Regions from separate parts of the Mus musculus genome. Here regions 1, 2, 4 and 5 are each linked to region 3. Evidence: chromatin contacts called from public Hi-C and HiChIP or PLAC-seq data. All regions are on one chromosome and are shown on one strand. The core of a region is the stretch at or near the end of the contact, and the rest is flanking DNA. Distances in the headings are between cores, read along the strand shown.

The links. A called contact is a pair of places that touch in the nucleus more often than the background predicts. HiChIP or PLAC-seq counts read pairs in DNA pulled down with a chosen protein or histone mark.
Region 1: a Hi-C map of bone marrow-derived macrophages shows a contact between it and region 3, with 26 read pairs. The contact joins the enhancer-like site here to the promoter of 9330111N05Rik in region 3. A contact is called at or near these places in 1 of 39 promoter capture datasets (the 3T3-L1 cell line), 13 of 484 Hi-C or Micro-C datasets (adipose-derived mesenchymal stem cells, bone marrow-derived macrophages, cumulus cells and 8 more), 8 of 115 datasets of contacts at active chromatin or transcription factors (PVALB interneurons, astrocytes, embryonic fibroblasts and 5 more) and 1 of 9 other capture datasets (embryonic stem cells).
Region 2: a Hi-C map of liver shows a contact between it and region 3, with 2.3 times the contacts expected there. The contact joins the enhancer-like site here to the promoter of 9330111N05Rik in region 3. A contact is called at or near these places in 2 of 484 Hi-C or Micro-C datasets (both in liver), 1 of 115 datasets of contacts at active chromatin or transcription factors (bone marrow-derived macrophages) and 1 of 9 other capture datasets (embryonic stem cells).
Region 4: an H3K27ac HiChIP or PLAC-seq map of microglia shows a contact between it and region 3, with 5 times the contacts expected there. The contact joins the enhancer-like site here to the promoter of 9330111N05Rik in region 3. A contact is called at or near these places in 1 of 39 promoter capture datasets (the 3T3-L1 cell line), 13 of 484 Hi-C or Micro-C datasets (bone marrow-derived macrophages, cortical glia, cumulus cells and 7 more), 11 of 115 datasets of contacts at active chromatin or transcription factors (the NIH/3T3 cell line, PVALB interneurons, bone marrow-derived macrophages and 6 more) and 2 of 9 other capture datasets (bone marrow-derived macrophages and embryonic stem cells).
Region 5: a contact with region 3 is called in a Hi-C map of uterus, with 3 times the contacts expected there. The contact joins the enhancer-like site here to the promoter of 9330111N05Rik in region 3. A contact is called at or near these places in 1 of 39 promoter capture datasets (cancer-associated fibroblasts), 1 of 15 datasets of contacts at CTCF or cohesin (the NIH/3T3 cell line), 3 of 484 Hi-C or Micro-C datasets (myocytes and uterus) and 3 of 115 datasets of contacts at active chromatin or transcription factors (cardiomyocytes, heart atrium and pancreatic cancer cells).

Annotation. Positions count from the first base shown.
Region 1 is chr13:81,151,850-81,157,329 of GRCm38.p6, reverse strand. It overlaps Adgrv1 (adhesion G protein-coupled receptor V1), which reads left to right. Exons shown (of 90, transcript NM_054053.4): 87 at 2,054-2,175. Among named protein-coding and RNA genes, the nearest start is that of Gm32639, 51 kb to the right of the region's middle. Within about 2 kb of position 1,784, at least 10 of the 459 cell types and tissues checked have an H3K27ac peak or open chromatin away from gene starts, as enhancers often do. A contact at or near this core is called in bone marrow-derived macrophages, where this site is marked.
Region 2 is chr13:81,210,144-81,215,276 of GRCm38.p6, reverse strand. All of the region lies in intron 85 of Adgrv1 (adhesion G protein-coupled receptor V1), which reads left to right. Among named protein-coding and RNA genes, the nearest start is that of Gm32639, 110 kb to the right of the region's middle. Within about 2 kb of position 3,701, at least 6 of the 459 cell types and tissues checked have an H3K27ac peak or open chromatin away from gene starts, as enhancers often do. A contact at or near this core is called in liver, where this site is marked.
Region 3 is chr13:80,960,895-80,966,056 of GRCm38.p6, reverse strand. It overlaps 9330111N05Rik (RIKEN cDNA 9330111N05 gene), which reads right to left and starts at 1,983. Exons shown (of 2, transcript NR_015587.3): 1 at 1,664-1,983. It overlaps Gm4211 (a long non-coding RNA gene), which reads left to right and starts at 4,623. Exons shown (of 3, transcript XR_382678.2): 1 at 4,623-5,162.
Region 4 is chr13:81,134,840-81,139,666 of GRCm38.p6, reverse strand. All of the region lies in intron 87 of Adgrv1 (adhesion G protein-coupled receptor V1), which reads left to right. Among named protein-coding and RNA genes, the nearest start is that of Gm32639, 34 kb to the right of the region's middle. Within about 2 kb of position 2,711, at least 150 of the 459 cell types and tissues checked have an H3K27ac peak or open chromatin away from gene starts, as enhancers often do. A contact at or near this core is called in bone marrow-derived macrophages, cortical glia, fibro-adipogenic progenitors and 6 more, where this site is marked.
Region 5 is chr13:81,106,427-81,111,640 of GRCm38.p6, reverse strand. It overlaps Adgrv1 (adhesion G protein-coupled receptor V1), which reads left to right. Exons shown (of 90, transcript NM_054053.4): 88 at 4,550-4,738. All of the region lies in intron 2 of Gm32639 (a long non-coding RNA gene), which reads right to left. Among named protein-coding and RNA genes, the nearest start is that of Gm32639, 5.3 kb to the right of the region's middle. Within about 2 kb of position 2,545, at least 21 of the 459 cell types and tissues checked have an H3K27ac peak or open chromatin away from gene starts, as enhancers often do. A contact at or near this core is called in heart atrium and uterus, where this site is marked.

The DNA.
Region 1 (5,480 bases), core at 535-3,034, 190 kb before region 3:
ATGTATACACTTGTTTGCCTGTGTTCAGTTTGATTTTCCTACTCTTATACAATCCAGGTTCCTTGCCTAGGGAATTGAACCACCAAGAGTGGACTGGGTCTTCTTCACATCAATTAACATTAGCAATCAAGGCAATCCCAGTAGATATGTACACAGGGCAACCCAATATCAATGATCTCTCACTAACAATCTCTTCCCCAGGTGATTCTAAATTGAGTCAAGCTGAAATGTAAAGCTAGCCAGCACAGTACTCTACAAGAAAAACTGCCTGTAATAAATCAAGATGTCAGAGTCAAAGATCTCAACCATTTGGGTTCAAAGGAATACAGAGATGCCAACGATGCAACACTGGCTCTCACTGGACAGAGGAAATTGTTAGAATAACTGAATGGTGTTTGTGAGATCGCTCAGTGTGTAAAAGTGTTTGTCATGCAGGCATGATGGACTGAGTTTGAAACCCAGAACCCACTGTGAAAGGACAAAATCAATTCCTGAAAGTTGTCCTCTGGCTTACACACATGCTGTGGCATGCAGTTGCCCTCACTCAGGCACACAAGCAAAATGCATGCATACATATACACATACATACATACTATATTCAATACATATGTACATACATACATACAAACATACACATACATCCTACATACCATACATATATAATACATACATACATACATACACACAAAAAATTCATTCACACACAAATAATAAATTAAAATTTAAAAATAATAACCAAACGGAACTTGAGGGTGTTTCTGTGTTGCTTTCTTCATTTTTGAAACTGTCTATAAAAGAAAATATCTTTGTAGAAAATACAAAATGTAGTATTTACAGAGTAAAGAAGATGCAGTTGACAACTTCCAGATAAATTTTTAAGACCACAAAGTCCTGTAGCCATACCGACATTACATCTAATGTGCATGTTTGCAGTTGTTTCAGAGCAAAATAAAAAATTTTAATTGCTGAAGTCGTATTTAACTATTCAAATCCCCAGAGTGTGTGAGGATTTTTAAGTGCTGTTCATGGATGATCAGGACTGCCCTGGGGGTTCCTGTGCTAGTCTATCCCCATGCATTTCAATATCATGAAAATATATTTATGTATGGCTGCTTTACGACTTCATTCATTTTCTAAAGTACACGTAGATTGTGGTATCACTATTAAAATCTCTTCTGTAAAGACATCTGAAAACTCTAATAACACTCCCTCACTAAATCAGAGACAAGTGGAAATGACCATGGTCCTGTGACCCAGAATCACTGTTAGAGAAGCTGAAGAGAGAGATAGCTCTGTGGTTGAGAGCACTGCTGCCCTTTCAGGGGACCCGGGTTCAATTCCCAGCATACACCAGTTGACTCACCACTGTCTGTAACTCCAGTTTCAAAGCATCTGACACCCTCTTCTGGCTTCAGCAGGTCATACAAAACATGCAGGCAAACACACATACACAAAAAAATAATAAAAATCAATTTATAGCTCCAGTGGCACAATGGACCCATTGTGCAGGGTACTTAGTATGGAAACCATCAGGACAACTGCACAAGAGCATGATGGGTAGAAAACACGTCCCCTGATGGCAACTGAGTCAGTCACTTCATCTCCACTTGGAACAGTCACAATACATTTTGTTATCTTCTCAAGGAAATAAAAGCTGAGTATCACACAAAGAACTTTAAATGTCATGATTTTAATGCCATGTTGGAGTATGCTTACTGGAGAGCACAGGGCTACCTCAAGAAATTTGGGAATCTTTGTGTTTGTTCCTGTTACTTCCCACACAGTCCAGCAGGTGGTAGCCTAGGCAGGGACAAATGTCTTCCTTCTCCTTCCCCAAGTGGCAAGCAGACCCATTTGAAAACCTGGAACTGTGGCTCTGCACAATGCCTTCCCTCCTCCACACAAGAAAAGGAAGGATTTCAAAGGTTGTTTCCTGGATGGGTATTAGGGTATAGACCATCTTCCCTGAGAAGGAGACCAAACTAATACTGTGTTTACATGTGATTAATCATGCGATATTCTGAACATATTTCCTTGTCTTTGTGATTTTCAGAAATTCCTCTGATTTTATATCTCTTCGCCCTGATTTCTATGACGTGGCTTTGGGGAGGACTGCATATGGCCTACAGACACTTCTGGATGTTGGTTCTCTTTGTCATTTTCAATAGTCTGCAGGTAAGCCAAGCCTTACAGGCAATACACATTTAATGAATGCAAAGCACCAAGTGTCAATGTTCAAAACGTAAGAGTCTACATAAAGTTGAGTTTGTGTGCACAATGGCATACAACATTTTAGAGTAATATGGTAGGAGTTAAATATTTAACATTTGAATGTGGCAGAAATTACAACTTTCTTATCATGTACACATAAAAATGGAAAGTATTTACTAGTTTATTTTCAGCAATATTGAGTAACTGCAAAACTGTGTTTCTTTATGGATAGTTTTTAATCAGACGGTAACGATGGAGAAATAATCCAAATACATGGGGCATGTGTATCTACACATTAGTTCAATTGAACAGTGAATTGATGGTTAAGCAATTTCCTCTTAATGTTTAGATATAAGAAAATTTCAGTGACTAAAAGTTATATTTGACCCCTACTCAAGTCCAATAATGGCAAGTTTAAATTAATTTTAAAAATACGTTTAAGTTTTATAACTGAGGGCTATAGCTATAGCAAAAAAAATGAAAACTGACTTTCAGAGCTTTTGTGAAATGGGAAGATGTTGCATTCTAAAATTATCAAATGAAACAAATGAACACTTTTTTTCTTATTTTCCAACATGAAAAAAAAAAGCCAGACTAAAATAGTTCAATAAAATTACCCAAACTGCTTTTACATAGTCATTATTTGTTCACTGTCTTATAAAATGGATATGTGCATAAATACATATGCTGAGAATCATGCAGCTGAGATATGATTCAGTGGTAGAGCATTTACATAGCACACAGGAGGTCTATGGGTCACTACTTAGTCTTAAAAGCAGAAGAGAAGAGGAGGGGGAGACACTTTCTTTAATCAGAATACAAGGTACATGATGACATTTGATCAAAGTACATTATCTGGTTAGGAAGGGGAAGCCACAAAGTGACCTAAAAGTTTGAATCTAGAGAGTACATGGGCACCTCTGCGTAGGCACAGTGGAAGTACACTGGTACTGTCAATACCTAGAGAAGACCGCCACACCCCTGTAGGACCAATGATTGAAATGAGTAAACCATCAGCTATAAGATATGCCACAGTTGGTGACACTTACACCAAGTATTGTGAAGGCTGAAGGACCATTTCCCTCTGCCTGTACCAGTATGTACTCTAAGTGGAAAGGTAGGACATTAGGCCAACTTTAAATACCTAAGTTCTAGCAGAATTAAGATCAAGGTCCATACTGATAGCTTGCTGTTGTGTGACAAAATTTTCCTGGGGATATGAAACACATCCCAGATAGGGAACCTTGACAGACAAAGGATAGGTACCACCAAAGTCCAATTTGGTGAACCCAATGAGTTTCATTGAGGTCACTTAAAGGATAAAGGTAAGGGGTTATTGACAGGAGCAGAAACAACTCCAAACACAGCTGCATCACCAAGGTCTACTCTAGCATGAGTGACAGATCACAATAGCAGGGATTCTGAAGTACACTGCACAATCTGCAGGTAGCTCAACCAACAGGTAGGAGACTGTTCTCAGGTGCCTCAGCTGCCCTAAACCTCTTTTAAGCAGATCAGCTGGTTTTTGCTTCTTCCTGGAAGCTGGTCTTGTCTGAGAGTCTTCTTAGTAACTGGGCTCTGTTTACACTGGCAGCGAAGGGCCTAGTGAATCTGGTCAGTTTCAGGTACTTCCTGATGCTAATTTTTAGTTGTTTAGTTCCCTGTTTAAGCAGCTCACAAGCAGGGTGGAGTGTTTTGATCTCGGAGAAAACTGTTACACAAGACTTGCACATGTATTTGATTTGGCAGCTTCCCTATGGTACACAGGTATGGTGCAGATCTTTAATATTTGCTGCAGAGCTTTAAAAATTGAAAAACATTGAAAACTTGAACTTCTGACTTACAAGGTATACGCATATGGTGGTGTTTTTCAAGCCCTGAGAAGAAGCCTCTCATGTAGAGTATATGAAGATATTATATGTGGTACGTTTTATTGCTTGTAACTGAATCCATAACACCCCCCTCTGCTTCTTAGACAAATGAAGAATGTGTGGCTGACAACGGGCTATTTCGGGCTGAGAAAGCAGGGTTAGCTGAGGCTGTATACAAGAAGAGTGGTTAGTATTGTCTAGATGAAGAAAATGGTTTATGGGATGAAAAGAGGAGACAGAAAGTGCAGGTTGACACAAATACCAGCTCCCCGTGCCCTTGAGATGCTCAGCATCAGCCTAACCAAATATGAAGTCTTGGGTGTTTTGGTTGTTTTGCCTTGATGGATTTTATTGTCAATTTTAATCTTTTTCTCCTTTTAGATGTGGTGGCTGTTATGGGAAATATTAAAAAAAGAACCTGCATGTTTCCGCACTTGTGCCTCTGCCTTGGCAGCCTGGCTGGCCATGCACTGACAAGCAATGGCCAAACTGTTTTATTTCATGGAAACTCTCTGGCCTGGAGTTCCTGAAATATCTCCACCCAGCTCACTAGGTTCCCGCTTTCATGTAGTTACCATGCCAGCCCCGTGCTTCAAATCCTTCGTGGTGCACATCAGGCAAACTCGTGCTCTGCCACCATATCTTTCTCTCTTGAGCCTAGGCAAGCAGCCATGTGAAGGAAAACACAACAAAAACTTAGTTCAGAAACAATGGCAACTCAGACTCTGGGTGCAACAACTAAGACCTAATCTTGAAAGCCTTATTAAAATCTGATTGCTCCGAGGGCGAATCCTTGAGGATCCGTCCTGATAAGGGGAAACTCTAGCAGCTACATCTTACCCATATGCTGTCCCTGTTCCAAAAGGGCCTTACTCTCTCCTGCTTCCTCTCTTCCACTGTTCATCCAGAAAGCCCCGCCTACTTGCCCAGTGATTGGCTCCTTTATTCATTAGGGGATTGGCTCACAAGAAGGCACCTGAGTACTTGACTCATTCCTAGTTCTAGACAGCATCTCCTGGAAGAGCAGAATTAACATAAAAATACAAGCAGCACAGAGCCGTTCATAACAGGTAGCATGTTCATATGTCTGTGCTTACCCTTTCAGAGAATGACGGGAACTGTTTAGAGTACTGAAAAGAGCCACACTGAGCAGGCAGGCTGCTGTCACCAGAACTATGAGTATTAGGACAGTGCTGAGGTGGGGGGGCAGTGACGGGTTTTAGAACTGTTGAGTTTTCTTCAGTGATTGAGTATGAGAATATAGAGGGCAGGGGAGGGGCATCATTGAGAAATGCCTGACTTGACTGGTAGGTGCCTCCCTGTGATGATGTGGAGACATCAGCTCTGAGAAGATGCAGAACTGGTGAGGTTTTAGAGACACAGGTAATTACAGCAAAG
Region 2 (5,133 bases), core at 2,452-4,951, 250 kb before region 3:
CCCTTTGTTGTCCAATTGCTCTAGCTAGAACTTCAGGTACTATATTGAATAGATAAGGGAGAGAGTGGGCAGCCTTGTCTTGTCCCTGATTTTAGTGGGATTGCTTAAAGTTTCTCTCCATTTAGTTCGATGCTGGCTACTGGTTTGCTGTATATTGCTTTTACAATGCTTAGCAATGGGCCTTGAATTCCTGAATTTTCAAAGACTTTTAACATAAAGGATGTTGAATTTTGTCAAATGCTTTTTCTGCATCTAATGAAAGGATCATTGGTCTTATTTTTTTTTTAGTTTGTTTATTTACTGGATTACATTGATAAATTTCCATATATTGAAACATCTCTGCATCCCTGGGATGAAGCCTACTTGTTCATGGTGAATGATCATTTTGATGTTCTCTTGGATTTGGTTTGAGAGAATTTTATTGATTATTTTTGCATCAATATCCATAAGGGAATTTGGTCTGAAGTTCTCTTTCTTTGTTGGGTCTTTGTGTGTATGTGTGTGTGTGTGTGTGTTTGTTTTTTTGTTTGTTTTGTTTATTGGTATCAGCATAACTATGGCTTCATAGAACGAATTGGGTAGTGTTCTTTCTGTTTCTATTTTGTGGAATAGTTTGAAGAGTATTGGTATTAGGTCTTCTTTGAAGGTCTGATAGAATTCTGCACAAAACCCATTTGGTCCTGGGCTTTTTATGGTTGAGAGACTTTTAATGACTGCTTCTATTTCACTAGGAGTTATGAGACTGTTTAGATAGTTTATCTGATCTTGATTTAACTTTGGTATTTAATATCTGTCTAGAAAATTGTCCATCTCAACCAGATTTTCCAGTTTTGTTGAGTATTGGCTTTTGTTGTGGGATTTAATGATTTTTTTTTAAATTTCCCCAGTTTCCGTTGTTATATCCCCCTTTTTATTTCTGATTTTGTTAACTTGGATACTGTTTCTGTGCCCTCTAGTTTGTCTGGCCAAGGGTTTATCTTTCTTGTTGATTTTCTCAAAGAACCAGCTCCTGGTTTGGTTGATTCTTTGTATAGTTCTTTTTGTTCCTACTTGGTTGATTTTAGCCCTGAGTTTGATTATTTCCTGCCCTCTACTCCTCTTGGATAAATTTGCTTGTTTTTGTTCTAGAACTTTCAGGTGTGGTGTCAAGCTGCTAGTGTATGCTCTCTCTAGTTTCTTTTTGGAGGCACTCAGAGCTGTGAGTTTTCCTCTTAGGACTCCTTTCATTGTGTCCCATGAGTTTGGGTATGTTGTGCCTACATTTTCATTAGATTCTAAAAAGTCTTTAGTTTCTTTCTTTATTTCTTCATTGATCACATTATCATTGAGTAGAGCATTGTTCAGCTTCCATGTGTATGTGGGTTTTCTGATGTTTTGGTTGTTATTGAAGACCAACTTTAGCCCATGGTGATCTGACAGGATACATGGGATTATTTCGATCTTTCTATACCTGTTGAGGCCTGTTTTGTGACCAATTATATGGTCAGTATTGGAGAAGGTACCATGAGGTGCTGAGAAGATATATTCTTTTGTTTAGGATAAAATGTTCTATAGATATCATTTGGTCCATAACTTCTGTTAGTTTCACTGTGACTCTGTTTAGATTCTGTTTCCATGACCTGTCCATTGATGAAAGCAAGATGTTGAAGTCTCCCACTATTATTGTTTGAGGTACTATTTGTGCTTTGAGCTTTAGTAAAGTTCCTTTTATGAATGTGGGTGTCCTTGCACTTGGAGTATAGATGTTCAGAATTGAGAGTTCTCTTGGTAGAATTTTCCTTTGATGATTATGAAGTGTCTTTCTTTATCCTTTTTGACAACTTTTGGTTGAACATTGATTTTATTCAATATTAGAATGTCTACTCCAGCTTGTTTCTTGGGAACATTTGCTTGGAAAAATTGTTTTCCAACCCTTTACTGTGCGGTAGTGTCTGTCTTTGACACTGAGGTGTGTTTCGTGTATGCAGCAAAATGCTAGGTCCTGTTTATGTATCCATTCTGTTAATCTATGACTTTGTATTGGGCAATTGAGTTCATTGATGTTTTGAGATATTTAGGAAAAGTGATTGTTGCTTCCTGTTATTTTTGTTGTTAGAGGTAGAATTATGTTTATGTTGCTATCTTCTTTTTGGTTTGTTAAAAGAAGATTATTTTCTTGCATTTTGCATTTTCTTTGATTGTTGTGTCAATGTTTTCTATGGTATCTTCTGCACCTGAAATTCTATCATCTCTTTTATTCTGTGGCATCTATGACTCCTGATATCTTTCCTAGGTTTTCAATCTCCAGGCCTGTCTCTCTTTGTGATTTTCTTATTGTTTCTATTTCCATTTTTAGATCCTGGATGGTTTTGTTCAGTTCCTTCACCTGTTTGGTTGTGTTTTCCTCTAATTCTTTAAGGGATTTTTGTGTTTCCTATTTAAGGGCTTCTACCTGTTTACCTGTGTTCTGTATTTTTTTAAAGGGATTAATTTATGTCCTTCTTAAAGTACTCTATCATCATTATGAGATGTGATGTTAAATCAGAATCTTTCTTTTCTGGTATGTTGGGATATCCAGAGCTTGTTGTGGTGGGATAATTGGGTTCTGATGATGCCAGGTAGCCTTGGTTTCTGTTGCTTATGTTCTTGTGCTTGCCTCTTGACATTGGTTATCGCTGGTGTTAGCTAGTCTTGCTGTCTCTTACTGTGGCTGTCTCTCCTGCAAGCCCATGTGTCAGTACTCCTTGGAGAACAGCTCTCTCCAGGCAGTATTTGGTTATGGAGTACTGTGGCACAGAATCAGCTCAGGGGGCAGATGGAAACTGGAAGCAGAAATACTTGATAAACCTAGAAAAGCTTTGTGAGTGCCCTTTAAGATAGTCAGTTCTTGACAAGCTTACATGACAGTAAAGGATAATGTCTCACAAACACTTTCATCTGCTAACCAGGGCAGTTAATGCTGAATAATAGAGACAGTGATACAACTCTTTTTAATTTTATATCTCATTAATATGTTTGATTGATGAAGTATAGTCATGAAGCAATTCTCTTGTGTTGTTTCTGCTTGATTATTTTAAGATTCAATATTTGTATTCTTTGAGAATTGCATAAAATGTGATAATACTGACCTTCTACTTCTGGTGTCTTTCTTCATAATAGATTCAATAGAAGTCTATGCTTCTAAATAAAATACAGGAAAGCCTCTTCAAACTTAATCACTCTTAGTAGTTGTTCCTTCAGTCAGTCTCTTAGTTGGTTGTCTTGTTCAATAGTATTATCTGAGCTGCTTCTAATTTATCACTATGACTGTTCTTCCAATTGCTAGGACTTAAGAAGGATGAGCTGTAAGTCTGCTTCATTTTTTCTACCCCCATTTAGCTATGTTAACAAATCTCTATTTCTGATTCTCCCGAGTTGTAACACAAGGGGAAAGAATAGAAAAATCAGGCAGGAAGATACTGGCAAGTTTATTTAGTTGGTACAGTCATCAATTGAAAGCTATCTTTTAGAAAATTCTTTAATATTTGTTGTCTCTAGCAACTCAGAGAAATATATGCAGGCTCTCTCTGCTGTAACCTTCTGACCCTCCTAGAATGTTCCTTTGGAAACAACTAGAATCATCTCATGCCAGCTTTCTCTTGCACAATGCATGCACCACAAACATGTTTGTGAGACTTTGCTCAAGTAAACTTTTAAAGTGTAGCTTTAGTCATCCCAATGACCTTCTCTTGCTTGCTGCAAGACCAGACTGCTGAGCTGCCAGGGTGTCTCTATTCAAATATCTTACGTAGCTTTTAACACCAGAGCTGATTTTCCCTGCAACTCCAGAGGGCTTACTGAGTATCTGCAAGCAGCACAGTTGTAAATCCTCTTCCCCCACTCCTCCCACCCCCACCCTGTCCTCTTCCTCCTCCTTTCTCCCCTTCTTTTTTCTCTTTTTCCTTCCCTCTCATTCTCCTTTCCCCTCCCCTCCCTCCATTTCTGCTCCTTTCTCTCTCCCCTCCCCTCTCTCCCTAGGAAAATGAGATAGGGATTATTTAAATTCTTGCTCTCTATTCCTTGGTTCTCCCATTTTTGTTTTGTTTTGTTTTGTTTTTTTAATTGTCCTGTATAAGGACCTTGACTCATGAAGGTTTTCCATCCAACCTCTTCAAAGACCTTCAGTGTCACAGCTTTCTGCAGTCTGTGTCACAGTCTGCCTTCAATATCCTGGCTACTGATGCCACATGCTTACCACCAAAATGTCATTTTAACAAAATATCTAAATTAGTAAAAAAAAAAAAAAAATTACTAAGTGTTGCAGCTCTTTTTAGCTTCTTCACTAATTTTCTAACTCCAACACAGGATTATTTTGTCAGAGGGCAATTCACATAACCCACTCAGAGGTGAGGGACATTAACAAGCTTATAACCAATTTAAAATGTCCAGGCTTAGTGCGGCTTTCATATTACAACAAATATTTGTTATACATTTTGCTTTTCTGTAATAGAAACAAAACAAGCAAGCAAACAAAAACTAATACTCAGCCGGAAAAGATTACTCAGCTGAATCAACCAGTATTTACCAGTATGCTGGGAACCAAGGCCAAGGCCCTGAGCATGCAAGCAAAAGCAATCTACTGAACTCATGCCCCAGGAGAGCATATTTTGGGGAGAGATTTGCTTTAAAGGCTTAGTAAACTAGCAACTCTTTCTCCCTTAACAAAATATGAACATGAGACAACACTAGCTTATCCCTACAGACCTTAGTAGTAAGCAAGTACTGAACTATCCTCTACTTTCACCCATTTGGTTGCTCTTGAGAATGGTATAACTTCCCTTACCAACATTTACGTGAGAATTTTCCAGTAAAAGAATATAGGGGTTGTATTAGTTTGGAGAAACTCATAAGCTGACCTTGAAAGTTTTTGTAAAATTGTTTTTCTGAGTGTTGGTACTATAACTGAGATGAAATACTAAATATAGAGCCTGTGAGTGTTTGGGGTAAATTAAACCCTAAGATCTCTTTTTGAGATGATGACAGGTAGTAGGCATGGAGGTGGACACTGAATTCTTCTATTGTTTAGAAAATAGCTTGGAGGTCTTGAAGTTTGCTTCCAGCTCACATAGTTCACAGGGTTTCCTGGTGGTGACTCAGAACTCACGTATTTGCTTA
Region 3 (5,162 bases), core at 734-3,233:
AACCCTATAGTCCTTTGGCTCTTAGTCTTTTCACCTTCTCCAGTGTTCCTTGAGTGGGGAAGTGTTTTGTAGATGTATTCACTGGGACTGGGCCCCACAGCTCTGCATTTTGATTGGCTATGGTTTTCTGTAACGGTCTCTGTGGCAAAGAGAAGTTTCCTGGTGAGAGGTGATGACTACACTTATGGTTGGGTACGAAACAGATATTTAAAATTTAGTTAAATATTATGCTGGTTGCTAAAAGTGGTGATTATAGATTCTTTCCCAATTCATGATTTCACTAGCCCCGAGGAGTTAAACAGGTTTCTAGTCCCAAGCCCCCAGTTTCCCTCTAGTTGAGCAAATCTTAAATCCAGTTAGAGAGGTGTTGGTTACTGCCAAAGCTCATGTTCCCCCACTGTACCCTTAGGGTTAGTGTACCATTGTTGCTTATAGAAATTATAGCTGGGTAGAACTTTTGGTTGCCTCCCTCCTTTGGAAACACCATGAAAGCTAGTTGTCAGGAATGGCACATTCAGGTCACTTTCTTATCCCTTTGTCTGAAGTAACTGCTATCTTCAGTAATAGAGATTGTTTTCCATTTTTGGGGGAACAACAAGGACAAGAGCGATAGTCTGTATGTGGGGGAAGTCTCTTGGACAACCCTATTCAATGACTCAAAAGAAGGCCTCTCATTACTGGTGTTGGGTTTTTCTTAGGTGATTTTTGGTTCTGGTAGAAAGCATTGTCAGCCCAGATGAGGAAATTTTATTTAAACTATATATGATATTATACATAGACTAACTGGTATTTTGGGGTTCTTTTAAGGTAGCTAATGGTATGATTCAGGCATCCTTACTGTTATCTTACTCTCTCCTTCTGTGTTTATGTGCCTTCTCTTCCCTAATAACAGCACACCCCTTTTCCCAATTATCCATCGTATCTCTTGTACCCTGCTATTTCCATCTGTATCACTTCCCCACACCCATCCCAGAAATGGTGTGCACTTGCATTTGTCAGTGTGGAACTTGGAGCCTCCAGTGAGAGCACATGACCTTAGTAGGGAGTTAATGTGGAGACAAACACAGAAAAAAAATGCCATGTGATCCAAGCAGCATAGACTGTATGCCAGGGACAATCAGAGATCTATGGCCATTGCTGAGATGTAGAAAGGAGCCCAGAGGGGTCTACCTAGAACATGGTGGACAGTCTCCAGGATTGTAAGAGGGTAAGTCCATGTGGTAGTGAATATGCTTGACCCAGGGAGCGGCACTACCAGGAGATGTGGCCATGCTGGAGTAGGTTGGCCTTGTTGGAGGAAGTGTGTCACTGTGGGGGTGCACAATGAGACCCTTCTGCTAGCCATGTGGGAGCTAGTCTTCTAGCAGCATTCAGATAAGGAATATAGAACTCTCAGCTCTTCCCTCTTCCTGCACCATGCCTGCCTGGACGCTGTGATGCTCCTGTCTTGATAATGATGGACTGAACCTCTGAACCTGTAAGCCAGCCCCAATTAAAGGTTGACCTTGTAAGAGTTGCCTTGGTCATGGAGTCTGTTCACAACAGTCAACCCTTAACTAAGATAGTCCACCTTTACTATTTTAGGTACAGTGCTAGGTGTGGCACTTCTTACCGAAGTCCTGGAAAGTGAAAGATGCTGTCCTCCCCCACGCCTTCTCCTTACCTCTGCCAGCCCACTGATCAGTTCTTCCCAAGTTCACGATATAAAGAGACCTCGTAAACATGCCAATTTTGGATGGAGTCTGAGATTCTAGGCTCTAAGGACGCAGCGGAGGATGATTTTGAACTTCTGTTCTCCCTTCCTCCACTCCAGTCTTCAAGCATACTAGGCAAGCACTCCTCCGTCTTTGCTGCGTCAGCAGCTCAGAGAGCCTGTGCTTCTTATGAGCTACTTTGTGATGCTGGGTTGCTGGTCCAAGAACTCTACTTGGACCAACAAGGGCTTGTTGGGGAGTTTGCTCCAATGCTAGCAAAGATGAAGCTGGAAGAGTTTCCCAGAGAAATGAAAATGTCCAGGGATCGGAAGTCGGAACAACTTCCTGCTGAGGCTATAGCTGTGTAGCAGTGTCTGATTAGAGCATCAGGCCTTCGGTTCCATCTCTACCATATCAACAGCGATGTAAATGGCTATCACTATAACAGTACGCTGATATTTTATGTGGCCGCCCCGCATTTTACCTTTCCAGTATTTTAGACAGAAAGATGAATAAGAACACCAGAACCAACGTGGTCTGTGTGTTCAGTCTAGGAAAACTGCTTTCCTCCTATCCTCTGGTAGGCTTTGCGGATCACGTGTTTCACTGGCAGGTGGCCGGTTTCTAGTTTTATTCAGGACATTCTGCAGCTGCAGTTTGGAGTAAAATTGTGCTCTGGGACAGGTGGTCCAAGCTACGTTTGCAGAAATGCTTATCTATCGTTCTCTTCATTTTAAACTCCGAGGAGGAAGCAAGAAACATGGCCGCTATAAAGACAGATTTCAACAGGCCTTCTAAATCCCCGGGACCTCTCCAAGGGCAAGGAAGCTAATCAGTGCCTGAGATGACAGATAGGATGTCGCGATGAAGGCCCTGGATTTTACAGTAAGTCACTGCCTGTACACCATGCCAGATTCCAACCTGACTTGCGTCACCGCAGTGTGGCTTTATGACAAGATTAGTTACCAAACACACTGAAAAGATAACCTTAGGAAACGGAGGGCATAAATAAGACAGAAGTTTGGAACCGCGGAAGTATTAAAAAAATCCAAACGAAGATCATCTCAAAGTCACTGTTCAAGGACAAAGCCGGGATTTGCGCCAACAAGCTTCGATGGAAGAATTTGATCCCTAGACTAGTCAGCCCTTAAGGCAAAGAAAACAACGCAGGAAGTTAGTGCTGGGCTTGGTCGGGATTCAAAAGCTGTAAACCCTGCGCTGCTCCGGGAAGCGCAGAGACCGGTCTGCAGCACTGAGGGCTCGGCCTCGGCGTGCACGGAGCCCGGCAGCCTCTGGCTGTGCAGGGCGAAGCGGGAGTCCGCGGGAGCGGTGACTCAGCGCTGAGTCAGGCGAGCGCTACGTGCCGGGAGACCGGCTGTCAGGAAGGGCGTCCCAGCGCCTCGGCCGCGGAGACCCCGGGGCCACTCACCCGCCGCACGCACGGGCCAGAGCGGGTGACGTCCAGGATCCGCAGCGGGGGTGGGGTGGGGGGTGGGGGTGGCCCCACGTGACCCCGTTTCCAGGGCTTAGGCTTTCGTCCCATGTATTTCCTCAGATAGGAGATTTCTCTTGCTCTGGCTTGTATTTGTTGTTGTTTGTTTGATTTTTTTTGGAGGGGGGGGTGTGGGTGGGTTTTGTCTGCTTGTTTGTTTTTTGCTTTTGTTTGGTTTTATTTTTTGTTTGCTTACGTTTAATTTTTTTAATAATCCGCACCCAATTTGAGAAATGACATTTTTAAATGAGACACAGGAAGAATGAGTAAATAAAACAAAAACACGCCTTGCAAGTGATGTGTCAAACCTTTGCACGACTTTGAGGTTAAATCATTGTGGCCTTAGTGGAATTGTAAAACATTAGGTATCCTTGGAAAAAGAGAGTTTAACTCGGTTTTGATGTTCAGTGTTAAAGGAAGCCAATCTTTGGTCTTTGTGCAATTGCCTTTCTCATAAAGGATTCTAAAAGCTGGAGGCATGTTTGATAGTAACAGAGAACCATGATGGTGTCCTGGGCATTCAGCCCTCTAGCATCCTGTTCGGATTTTTCCAACTGTACTGGTGATTGTGGCAATGCTATGTTGAGAGCCAATGGCAAGTGTTGCATTGTTCAGTGTAGCTGATCAATGAGATAATCCAGAGACAGGTCGAGGGACAGGGACCCCTTTGAGCTGAGTTTTAAGACAATCACACTAGGCCTTTAGAACCTGTGCCAACTGTTGCCAATTGTTTTCCAAGGTCCTAGAATTCTTATTGCTCCTGATGCCAGTGTGCATTTGAAACAGTGCATCGCATCACCATAGAACAGCCTTCTTTCTATTAGGAATGCTTTTCTTGCTTTTTACTAGGTTGAGACTGTCCCAAGACGTGCATGCTCTTTTTTTCTAGTTGTAAAAAAAAAAAAAAAAAAAATTAAATATTTAAATTGGGTGGGGGTGAGCCTTTAACCCCACGATTCGGAAGGCAGGGCATGTGTATTCCTGACTTTGAGGCTAGCCTAGTCTACAGAGCTAGTTCCTGGTCAGCCAGGGTTACACAGAGAAACCCTGAGGGGGAGGGGGAGGTAGGGAGCCATAATAAGGGCGTGGAGATGAAAGATGAGTGTGGTGGGAGGAGGGGGGATTTAAACCACTGTGGTGGGACCCTGTCTCAAAGACCCTAAAATAATAATAATATATAAATAAAATATAAAAAGAAAAAAAAGGAATGCTTTTCTTGCAGGGAAGAGCTTTGAGGTTAGAGTGACTCTCCAAGCTTATATGCAGGCATGACAGCCAGATTTTTTTATAGGAAGTTAAAGACCCTAAACTGACATTGAAAAGGAAGGAAGGGAGGAAGGAAGAAAGGGAGGGAGGGAGGGAGGCAGGAAGGAAGGAATGAAGGAAGGAAGGAAGGAAGAGAGGGAGGGTGGGAGGGAACAAAACTGTGAGAAATGGATGAACTAAGAAATGGAAAGCAATATATTTCAGTTACTGATGACAAGGAACATCTACTGGTTAGGTTAGCCTTTGAAAGTTTGACAATGTTGTGTAGATATTTAAAATACAACTAGTTATATTTGTCAGCTGGTATTTAAAACTGACTTGTTCTGGGTCATTATTCTTACTTAATTTAAATTTGTGCTGCCTTGATGCTCTCAGGGTGATATTTGGAGGCCAGGTTTATTTTAAGGTGTGACTTTGAACCTGTTTCTTGGCTTAGCTAGTCCTGTTTTCTCATCTGAAAAATGGAGGCCAGACACATTGTCTGATCAATTTGTGGAAAGTATTCAATGAAGGGATGCCTAAAAACACTGATGTGAAAAGCAGCCAACAAATTAGTATCTTGTCATTATTATTAAATATGATTAAGCAGCTGGTCAGATGTTACAAAGTATTAATCTTACCTGGGGTAACAAAGACTGGGACTCTACATCACAAATGCAGTGGTTCAGTGACTCTGGGCAGATCCTTGGATACATTCTAAAGTATCTAGG
Region 4 (4,827 bases), core at 1,462-3,961, 170 kb before region 3:
AGAACGTTGTAAAATTCTTTTGTGGCTATCTCAACCATGGCAAACTTGAATGCTGGCCTTTTGCATTCCTTCTACAAATTTGGAGACAGCATCAGAAAGAGTTTGCGAAAATACAAATTGTTACTGTGGATGTTCTTGTTCTTTCTCCAATACTGACTCTGCAGAGGGGGCACACATCAATGGGAGGGGTTTTCTATAATAAATAACACACGTTCATAAGTCAAAATTGTAATCTAGAGGGCAATGTTTTTCAGAGTGTGCCATAGCAGCCTCCTCCTGCATCTCACCACAGTGGCACCTCCCGCAGAGCTGAGAGCCTGTGGCATCAGAAGTGCAGAGGAACTTGCAGTTCAGCACATAGTGAAATAGCACTGAAGTGAGCAACCTTATCTTGTCTTTAGAGTACAGGAAATGGTAGCAGGGGTGTGTGTATGTGTATACATGTGTACTTGTGTATGTATGTGTGCATCTGTATATGCATGTACATGTGCGTGTGGCATATGTGTGTGGTCATGTCTGCCACAGTGCATATATGGAGGTCAGAGGACCACTTCTAAGAGTCATTTGACCCTTTGGACCATGGGTTCTGACCATCAGGTTTCCATGGCAATACTTTTACCCAGTATCCCATATCACTGGCCCTACTGTTCTCTGTATTTTATCGGTCACCACCTTCCATCTTGCCATAGTCATGCTAGGATTACAGATACATGCTGCTACCAATGGCTTTATGTGGGCTGTAGGCTCCACACTTTCCTCATGCTTAAGCTGTGAGTATGTTATCCACTAAGTCATGTGCCCAGACAAGAAGGGTTTTTAATTAAAAAAAAATTATTATATCATTTCTAGAATTGGATGGATAAAGAAAGTCTGTGTTCCTACAATGTCACAGCTTCTTAAATGTTCAGTTGCTTCTGAAGGCTAAACTGCTATAAGAAATTTACAGAAATCTTTTTTTGTTCTAAGACAAGGTCTCACCTTGTCTAGGCTGCCTCATATCTTGACCTGGCTTTGAGCCTGTTGTATTCCAGCATCAGCTCCCTGAGGGTGACATGATAGGCAGATGCCACCATGACCAGTTGCTAGACACTTTTAAAGACAGTGAGACTGGAATTTTAGAGTTCTAGAACATACTTTAGAGAAGTTTCGGTGCAGGCTTCTTAAATTTCCATATTTATTTAACAAATTTATGATGACTGTATTTACTTTCTATTTCTCATTTTTATTTCAAAGAAATTGTGGGCCACTACTACAACATGAAGCTATATCTCCAAGAAGTCTTTCCATTTGCCCCCATTGCTCTGCTCCTCCCGGTGTCCCACATATTAGATCGGCACCATAATTGCTAAAGAATGAAAATCATTTCACACTGAAAACAGATCTTAAGCTAGCAGTTAGTGTAGCCATCTCACTCAGAGGTATGAAGATACAAGCTCAAGGTAACTTACTGATTTGCTCAGGTCCACAGAACCAAAGTTGATATCAAGGACTAGTGTTATCTAAAGTTTTCATTCTCTCCTTTCGTTATAAATGACAAGGGCAACTGATAGGTCAATATACAAAGGCACTTTTGCTCTGTTCCTAGAAAATGAACCATAAAATACACTGAGGAGAAAAGAACAATCATAACAACAAAAGGCTGAACGTCATGGCACTGAGCAGCTCAGTTCAAGTGAAAATATACTATAGTGTTTCCTCCCTCCCCATCCACAGAAGTAACAGTTGAAACCAGCAGAAAATTCTGCCTTCCCTAGGATCCTATGCTCAGTTTCCAGCAGTAAAGAGTGGCAGTTACTGGAATCTTCACACAGCACATTAGCTGTGGTATCTTGCTGAAGGGGCTCACAGATATTTACTTAAACAAGCCATATAGCTCCCAGTAACTACAGTAGAAGGCCCAAATGGATCCTGTTGATTGTTTGAAATTATAATTCTAAGCAGGGTGATTAGATTTTAAACAACGCTACAAGCAATTCTTCCAGGGGCCATGAGGAACTCATGGCGCTGTGAGACTGGCTTCCTTCTAGCACGTTCAACAGTCATTGTGACTTTAGGAAGGAGGCAGAGGGAGCTGTTTAGGTGATGGATTAACGGGATGGTAGTCTATTGATTTTGAAAGCATCCCAATTTTCATTATGAAAACAAATAAGGATTAAATGGTTTGGGATAAGTCTTGGTGCTTGCTGTACACCCAGCTTCCTGATTTTGTATCCTGAACAAAAGCTACCAATTCATCTTGCTTTGCTTCATGTGCAGCACACTGCACTGTCTAGTTATCTACCTGTCTTACATATAAACTCTGCAAAGGCCCCCTTTACAATAACTCATATCTCTACTAAGTCGTCTTGCACTGGGCAGAGGCTCAGCTGCCTGATCGGTACCTAAAGAATAAAGTCCATGGGTAAGAAACAACCCCTGGAGGGTGGGGTGGTAATGGGGCTTCCACACTGATAGTAGCTACTTCATCTTTGGCTCGAGGCAGTCACTATCTCATTACCGGGATTTTGAAAGCAGGAAGTTGTGAACTACAAAACAGACACCTGTGGATGATCTGGAACTTGGACGCCTGCCTCGTGACGTTAAGGAATCAAACTGTATCTTACTGTGTGTGCTGCCGGCTGCTTGTGAATGAGGCCCACCCGAGCACTGCCTTTCCCTTGTTGCTCCCAGCCCTGTTTTTGTTTTCTGTTCTTCAGTCCCTCTCTGTTTTCTACAGCAGCAGTTCAGAAATGACGGGGCCAAGTCACAGAACAATCCTGTCTCTAGCCCAGTGTTGCAAACAGATTATGTCATGTGTTGGCCTTCTTCCACAAGAAGAAAAAAACAAAAAAAACTTACAAGAAGCAAAGCCACTTCTCAAAGCAAAGTAAACACACAGCCCATGACTGGCTGCATCTGGCACATGAGGAAGTATGTACTTCCAGTGGACCTAGTGTGCTGACTGTGGCACCAGCTTCTCTTTCGAGGCCACCAGACTGTCTTGGGCTGACCTCATTTCTCCTTTTAACCCCACTCCCAGTCTATCATTTGGTCAAGCAGGGGACCTTTCCTTATTTCAGCTCCTCTAAGTGGGACAGTGCCCCTGGCTATCATCAGCACAGTTCTTAGGGAAAAATGTTGGATGATTAAATGTGTTTTTAATATAAACGTTGTTTTGGTAGTACACACTGGAAAATGATGAAGTATGTAAATAATTTGAAAATGTCAGGCTGGGGATGAGGTGCTAGAACTTGTTAGTCATCTCAAGACCAGATTTCTCCAGAGCAAGTGGATTTGTGGGAGAGGAGCGGGGCACTAGAAGTTTCAAATAAGACACTGAATGTAACTAGGATTTAGTGAGGATCATATCCTAGCCTTATAATTAAGATTTACGGGCTTGACTGTCAGAGCAGGGGAACTGGGAGAGTGGGTCTTCAGGGAACGGCCCCAGGCAGTGGAGGACAAAGTGCCAAATGAGGGGAAATACAGAACATGACGCTGCAGGGGTGGAACCAGAAGAGATTACTATAAATTAGTGAGTGCCCAGAAGACTTCAAGGAAGTGGTAGGTTAATGCTGGATCCCGACCAAACAAACAGAAGACTTGGAACCATCATAAAGGGTAAAATAACGTGGAGGGAGGGGGATGGGCATGACGTCATCCACCCCGCGCCTCGGAACGCATGTGTGCATGGTTTGTTGATTTGGTTTACAGTAAACTGTATTTAACAGCTTACTGACAGAAAGTACATTTAACCAGAATAAATTTTGAGGATTATTTAAGACCATCAGGCTCTTCTCTCTTCCCTCTTTCCTCTTGCCTCTCTTCTCGCTCTTTCCTCCCCTCTGCTGATCGTTCTCCTCCTAAGTTATAAAGCGGCTTTTAACATGTACATACTGTGTGCCCAGCATGGAGCTAAGTGCTCCAGGATTCCACTTCCCAGGGGTTAGGAGTGTCACTGACCTGGAAGTGAAGTAGGCCTCTCTGACCGGCGTACTTAAGTCTCTGCTCTAATCATCCACTTCCTCTCTGAGCCTAAGAATTTTCAATGCATTCTCTGGCATCAAGTCATTTACCCCAAGAACTCTGTGTTATGATGGCCCTGACTTTAAGTTTTCTCCACCTCCAAGGGCCCAGAGAGCTCCATCCTTCCACGGGTTTGTATGTCAGGAGTCAACCAATACAGATAGGAAACATTCTTAACAAATCATACCTGTACTGAACACAAACCTATTTGTCTTCTTGTCATTATTGCCTAGATAATATAGTATTAATGTTATATTTATATAATCTGTATAAAACAATTTATACAGACCCTACCTTGGATTAGGTATTTCAAGTAGTCTAAATGACATATGGAAATATAAGAATTTGTGCATCAGTATATGGAAATACTTTCAAGAAGGACTTGAACATGCACAGGTTATGGTATCCTCAGTAGAACCCTGGAGCAACCCTCCCCACATACAGAAGGATCACTGTATCTTCATAGCTATTGTTTATGTAAACAGTATTGCTTACATGACCCATCTGTTCTGCTTAATGTCCTAAATGTTTCTCAAAAGTTCATGTGTTAAAGGCTTGCTCCCAGAGGGTGGTACTCCAGCAAGTGTTAGAAACATTTGGAGGTAGAACCTAGTAGAGAGAAAGCTAGGGCATGGCAGGCATGCCCTAGAAAGGTGCTATTAGGACTCTGTCCCACTGAGCCCTATTGCCCCTCAGTATTTACTAGCTGTCATGAGATAAGAAAGGTTCTCATGCCACACACTTCTACCTTGGTGTTGTTACCCCTCCCCCACTCCACCCCACCCCCGTCGGCGTAAGAACAGTGAAGGGAGCTACCAGGAT
Region 5 (5,214 bases), core at 1,296-3,795, 150 kb before region 3:
TAATCTATCAAAGGGCTTGCTCATCCCTGGAGAAAATAAAATAAATATTCCTGTCCTTTACTTTTCCTCCCAAAGTAGAGCTTTTTTCTCTCCCTGTGGGTTCCACTGTTACCTGCCCCTCCATCCTACCACCCAATGTGATTTGCATTTGGAAACTTCCAATCCAGGACTTCAGGGCTTTGTGACACCAGCTGTTTTTGTTCGTGTGACTTTCAGAAAACTTCACATGTAGTTTTTCTCTCTTGTGTGGATCCTAGCATAGACATCTGTCTAGATCTCTTGATTTTAGGCCTGCCATTCACCAGAGCCAGATATTCCTGAAACCAGCTAACTTCTTTTTCCTTATGTGAGTTCTGAACTGAAAGTCCCTTAAATGAGAAGGCATTCCAGCAGAAGTTGATGGAACCCCCAGTACCTAGTAGGCAATGCTGTGAGAAGTGTTTGAGTAATAAATGCCTTCTAAATGTCTAGGTAGCAGGCACACTGACCAGTCAACAGTCCTCAGAATGAGCTCATGTTTCCTTTCTCTAGTGTCTATACAGATTAAACTGCAGATCTTATTTAAAGTATAAACTAAGAAGATCCACTTAAAAAACTCAACTTAAGAGAAAGACTTAAAAATTAAGAAATTAAATATAAAATTCCTCTCTCTCTCTCTCTCTCTCTCTCTCTCTCACACACACACACACACACACACAATCTTGTGTTTGTCTTTCCAATTTTGTTATTGACCCACACTCTATCGTCCTTATTGCCAAGTGACCAGTGATTCAAAATGCAGCAGGTCAGATCCCTAGAGCAGTTTCAAACCAGAAAGAAGGGCTCATGGTGACTTCTCTGTTTCTCTTTTTTCACTCCTCTGTTTGCCAAGGGAGGAGTGAAAGCCGTAAGCCTTTGAGGAAAAGTAACCGCAGAAAAGAACAAACCTAGCCCCAGTAGAAAGCAGCAGCTTCCAAGAGACACGCACCAGAGGAGCAGGACCACACCCCAACCCCTGACTTCATGCTCCTTCTGGAAAAACTGGGTCTGTACATGCACATGAGGTGGAAAGCACTAACTTGGAGAAGAATCTTATCAACCCATTACTGAATTGGACCAGCTATAATTATAAACGACTCAAAGTAAGAAACCCAACACATACCACCTCTGTCCTTACCCCTTCTCACACTTGCCTGCTGATAACAGTTTAGAATTGTGGTCTCTGGTTTATTAATTACTTCTTGAGTTCTGTCTTTGAGTCAGAGACTATATTATAAACAAACAAACAAAACGTAACTAAGAGCACTGAGCATTTCCTCTTTCTAAGAACTTGCGATTGAATAGATTTCCTTAAAATACCAAATGCTAGCTGGGCGTGGTGGGGCATGCCTTTAATCCCAGCACTCGGGAGGCAGAGGCAGGCAGATTTCTGAGTTCGAGGCCTGCCTGGTCTACAAAGTGAGTTCGAGGACAGCCAGGGCTATACAGAGAAACCCTGTCTCGAAAAACCAACCAACCAACCAACCAAAAAAACAACAAATGTTTGAGATTAAGAGAACTTAATTCTGATGATGCCACCTTGTCCTGCCCTATCTCTGGAGGCAGGAGAGTTGCAGGGCTCTACATGGAAGCCTGAAGTGTCACTCAGCCAGGATCCTTTATAGCTTGATGAAATTGGAGAAAGATCTCAGAAGAGAGTCCAACACAGCCAAGCCACGTTCCACTTCCTGTCTTAGCCAGTTCTGTCTTGTCACTTCTTGTTAAACATGTGAACTGAAGCTCGGGACTGACAGACATGATGGAGCGAACAGCTGAACTCCCTTTGCTTGCTTCACGCTGAACACACTAGAGACCTGTCTCAGTAGTTAAACCTGCGTTTGCTCCCTACCACCCACAAGGCAACTCAAACCCCTGTGACTCCAGTTCTAAGGGATTCAAGCGCCTCTGTGGGTTTCTGCATGCACTTGATGCAAAGAAAATCATGTAAGGAAATAAATAATAACAAATGAAAACAAATAATAATAAACTAATAATAAATAATTCTTTAAAAAGAGAGTAATGAGCATATGTAATCCTTTAAACTATGGATGATTTCCTTTGTGGCTCACAGAACATTGATTAATAAGTTTTTATTCCTGGGTCAAAAGAAATACAGAATGGATCTTAATTTTATAGTCAATCCAACTGTAAATAAGTTAAAGACTCTTAAAAGCATTTTCATGATTATAGAAGGACCATGAAAATAATCAAAACAGCAACTCATAGACACAATTAGCTTCCCTGTAAACCTGCCATCTGTAAATGACAGGAAGTATAGATAGCTGGTGTTTATGAACCTGATGCTTGGTGGGGGTCAAATATTGTTTTATTTGTGAGCAGTCTGAGAGCAGGAATCATGCTCCTTTATCCATGCATCCCAGGGCCCGGCAGTGTAGACTGTGACCGCAACATTCTACAAACGGAGAATCCAGGTGCTTTGTTGAAATTGCTGCACACAACACTGTAGTGGGACCCTGCACACAGCGTGCAGTACTTGGAAGGGGAACTTGTTTTTCCTCTGAGGTCAGAAACCTCCACAGCTGAATACTTTGGATAATGCAGGCCCCCTTTCTATATTTGCACAGCTTGGCCGAGACCAAGCAAGAGTCAATTTAAGCATAATCTGCATTTAAACATTCTTTCCTTTTTATTTTAACCATGTTTGTGTTTCCTGGAGCACATCTAAAAGTCTCAAAATATTTGCCATGTACTTCTATGCTTTTAAGAACAAAAACAATGCAGTTTTTGAGTGTAGCTATGTTCAGCAGGCAGAACATTTCCTGGCGCATGAAAGGCTCGATATGAAAACAAGCAGGAGAGGCTGCAGAGCTTTAACAGATGGTCTTCAGAGATGGGTTTTAAAGCATGAGGTTTGTTTCCTTATCCAGCTTTTAACCTGACACATCTCAACACTTCCAGTGACCTCGAAATAAATCAGGAACATTGCACAACATTTAAGGCTGACACTTTAATTTTTTTCCTGTTTTGTCTATTGCTGTGGCCAATGTAATTAGGTCACAGTCATGTGAAAAGTTAGTTGTATAAGAAAAAATGTTGGATGAGCATGGGTGTTTTCAGGAAGACTTTGTTTCTATTAATGTGCACACTATCATTTGTACTTGAAACCAATTCACTGGGCCTACATCTTTTGGAATATTAATATGCTCTCCAAAAACAGACAAGCCTGAATCAAAGGGAAATGTGTGTTTCTGCTTGCTCTGATGTGACAAGTACAACAATGAGGAGTTTTGTTTTGTTTTTGTGTGTTTAGCATGCACACCACTGCTTTTTAAATGCTCTTAGTTATAGAGACCAGCTGAAAAGGTGTCACCCTAGTAGAAAGAGAAGAGTCTAGACTCTCACACGCCTCCAAAGACAGCCATGTATAGCATAGCACCTTGTCCTCTCAGGTCCTGTATGTAAAAGCTAATTCTGACTGGGGGGGGGGGGCTGTGGTGATTGCTAAGAAGTGTAGACAGTTCGGGTACAGTTGTACAGCTGGTACAGTTCCAATTGCTTCAATACTCGAGAGATGATGGGAACCATGGGGACAGCACATTTTACAAATGCTGACACTTGTTGATGTTTTCAGAAAAACTTTTACATTAATTCTATTTATTCTTTAATTAGCTGAGTATCTTTATTTTTATCTTTGTGGATTCAAAATTTTAGTGACAAATTCTTATATGCATTCAAATTTTAAACACCAAGAAATATTTAAAAAAAAACACAATTTAAGGTATCTTATTGTCTAAATGAAATTGTCAGAATCACTAGGCTTTGAACAGTAGTCTTACAGTAAGTACAGCACGTGTGGAAAACATGAAGGAAGAAGGGTGTAATGAGCAGAACTCGAACAGAAAGGCAGTGTCCTTCTTTGTGACGGAAGCAGAGTAATTATCAAGAGTTCAAGTATGTTGTGAGGAATTTGAAGGGCTAACGGCTTTTGAAGAATGCACTAGAGAGGTTTGCTGTTCTTGTGCAACATGTATGGAGAAGCTCTGCTTAACTGTTAAGCAATCAGCAGAGTCCCTATGCAGTGAGTTGGTTCCCAGGAAGGTAAGGAGGTGAGATGCACACAGGGTGTCAAGTGACAGCTGTTCAGCTCTTTCCAGACACACACAAGATGAGCAGAATGCCCCATCAGCTAGTTAGACGTTGAGATGGAGGAGTAAAAACAGTCCCTTTTTACAGGACAAGCTGTTTGCTCTCTACATGTATACATCTAGATGTATACAACTCATTCATAAATTTCTGTAATTCGCTTTCATGTGTTAGGAAGGCACAGAGTTGCACATATATTAATTTAAAAATGACTAATGACACTTCCTATGCAACACTGATGAGCATTTAGTGACTTTGAACTGGCAGTGACCTCTTACCTGACTGCCAGCATCCTGTCAGTCACTCCTGGATTTGGGTAAGCCTGGAGCATCCTCAAGGTAGTCAGATAGATTTGCTGGCTTTATGTTTAGCTGAGCTGGCCAGATGACCTTTGACATACTTACTAATTGATTTTTCCCTTTTCTAGGGACTTTATGTTTTTGTGGTTTATTTCATTTTACACAACCAAACGTGTTGCCCTATGAAGGCCAGCTATACAGTAGAAATGAATGGTCACCCAGGACCCAGCACAGCCTTCTTCACTCCTGGGAGCGGAATACCTCCAGCTGGAGAGATAAACAAGTCTACCCAGAACCTCATCAATGCTATGGAAGAGGTGTGTTACCTTCCCTCCCTCTGCTTCTCCTCCCTTGCCTTCTGAGTGTAAGACAGAGGTTACTGACTGACATCGGAGTCCTTTCCTCTCTGCAGTATTATTTGAGGTATCATCATTATGTCTTTTCTGTCCTGTGAGCGATTTGGATCAGCCATTTAGACTGAGAAATCAGAGAACAATGCATCATTTCCTTCAAAAACCTTCAGAACTCCTAATTTGATGTGATAGAGATATCAATATGTTTAAGAAATGCTCTCGTAAGATACTATTCTTCCTAAAAGCACACTCTCACGGCTAGCTGTCTTTATTTGCCTGTCCCCCTGACACTTTTCAATCCCCACAAAGAGAAGAAAACAAGTAGCCACTCTTTTCAATTTCAATACGATCAAGCATTCTAAAACAAAGGTTCAGAGAGCGCTTTAGTGGCCCTCCTGGAAAATCCAGGCAGGATTTCCTCCATAAAACTGCCTCCCACT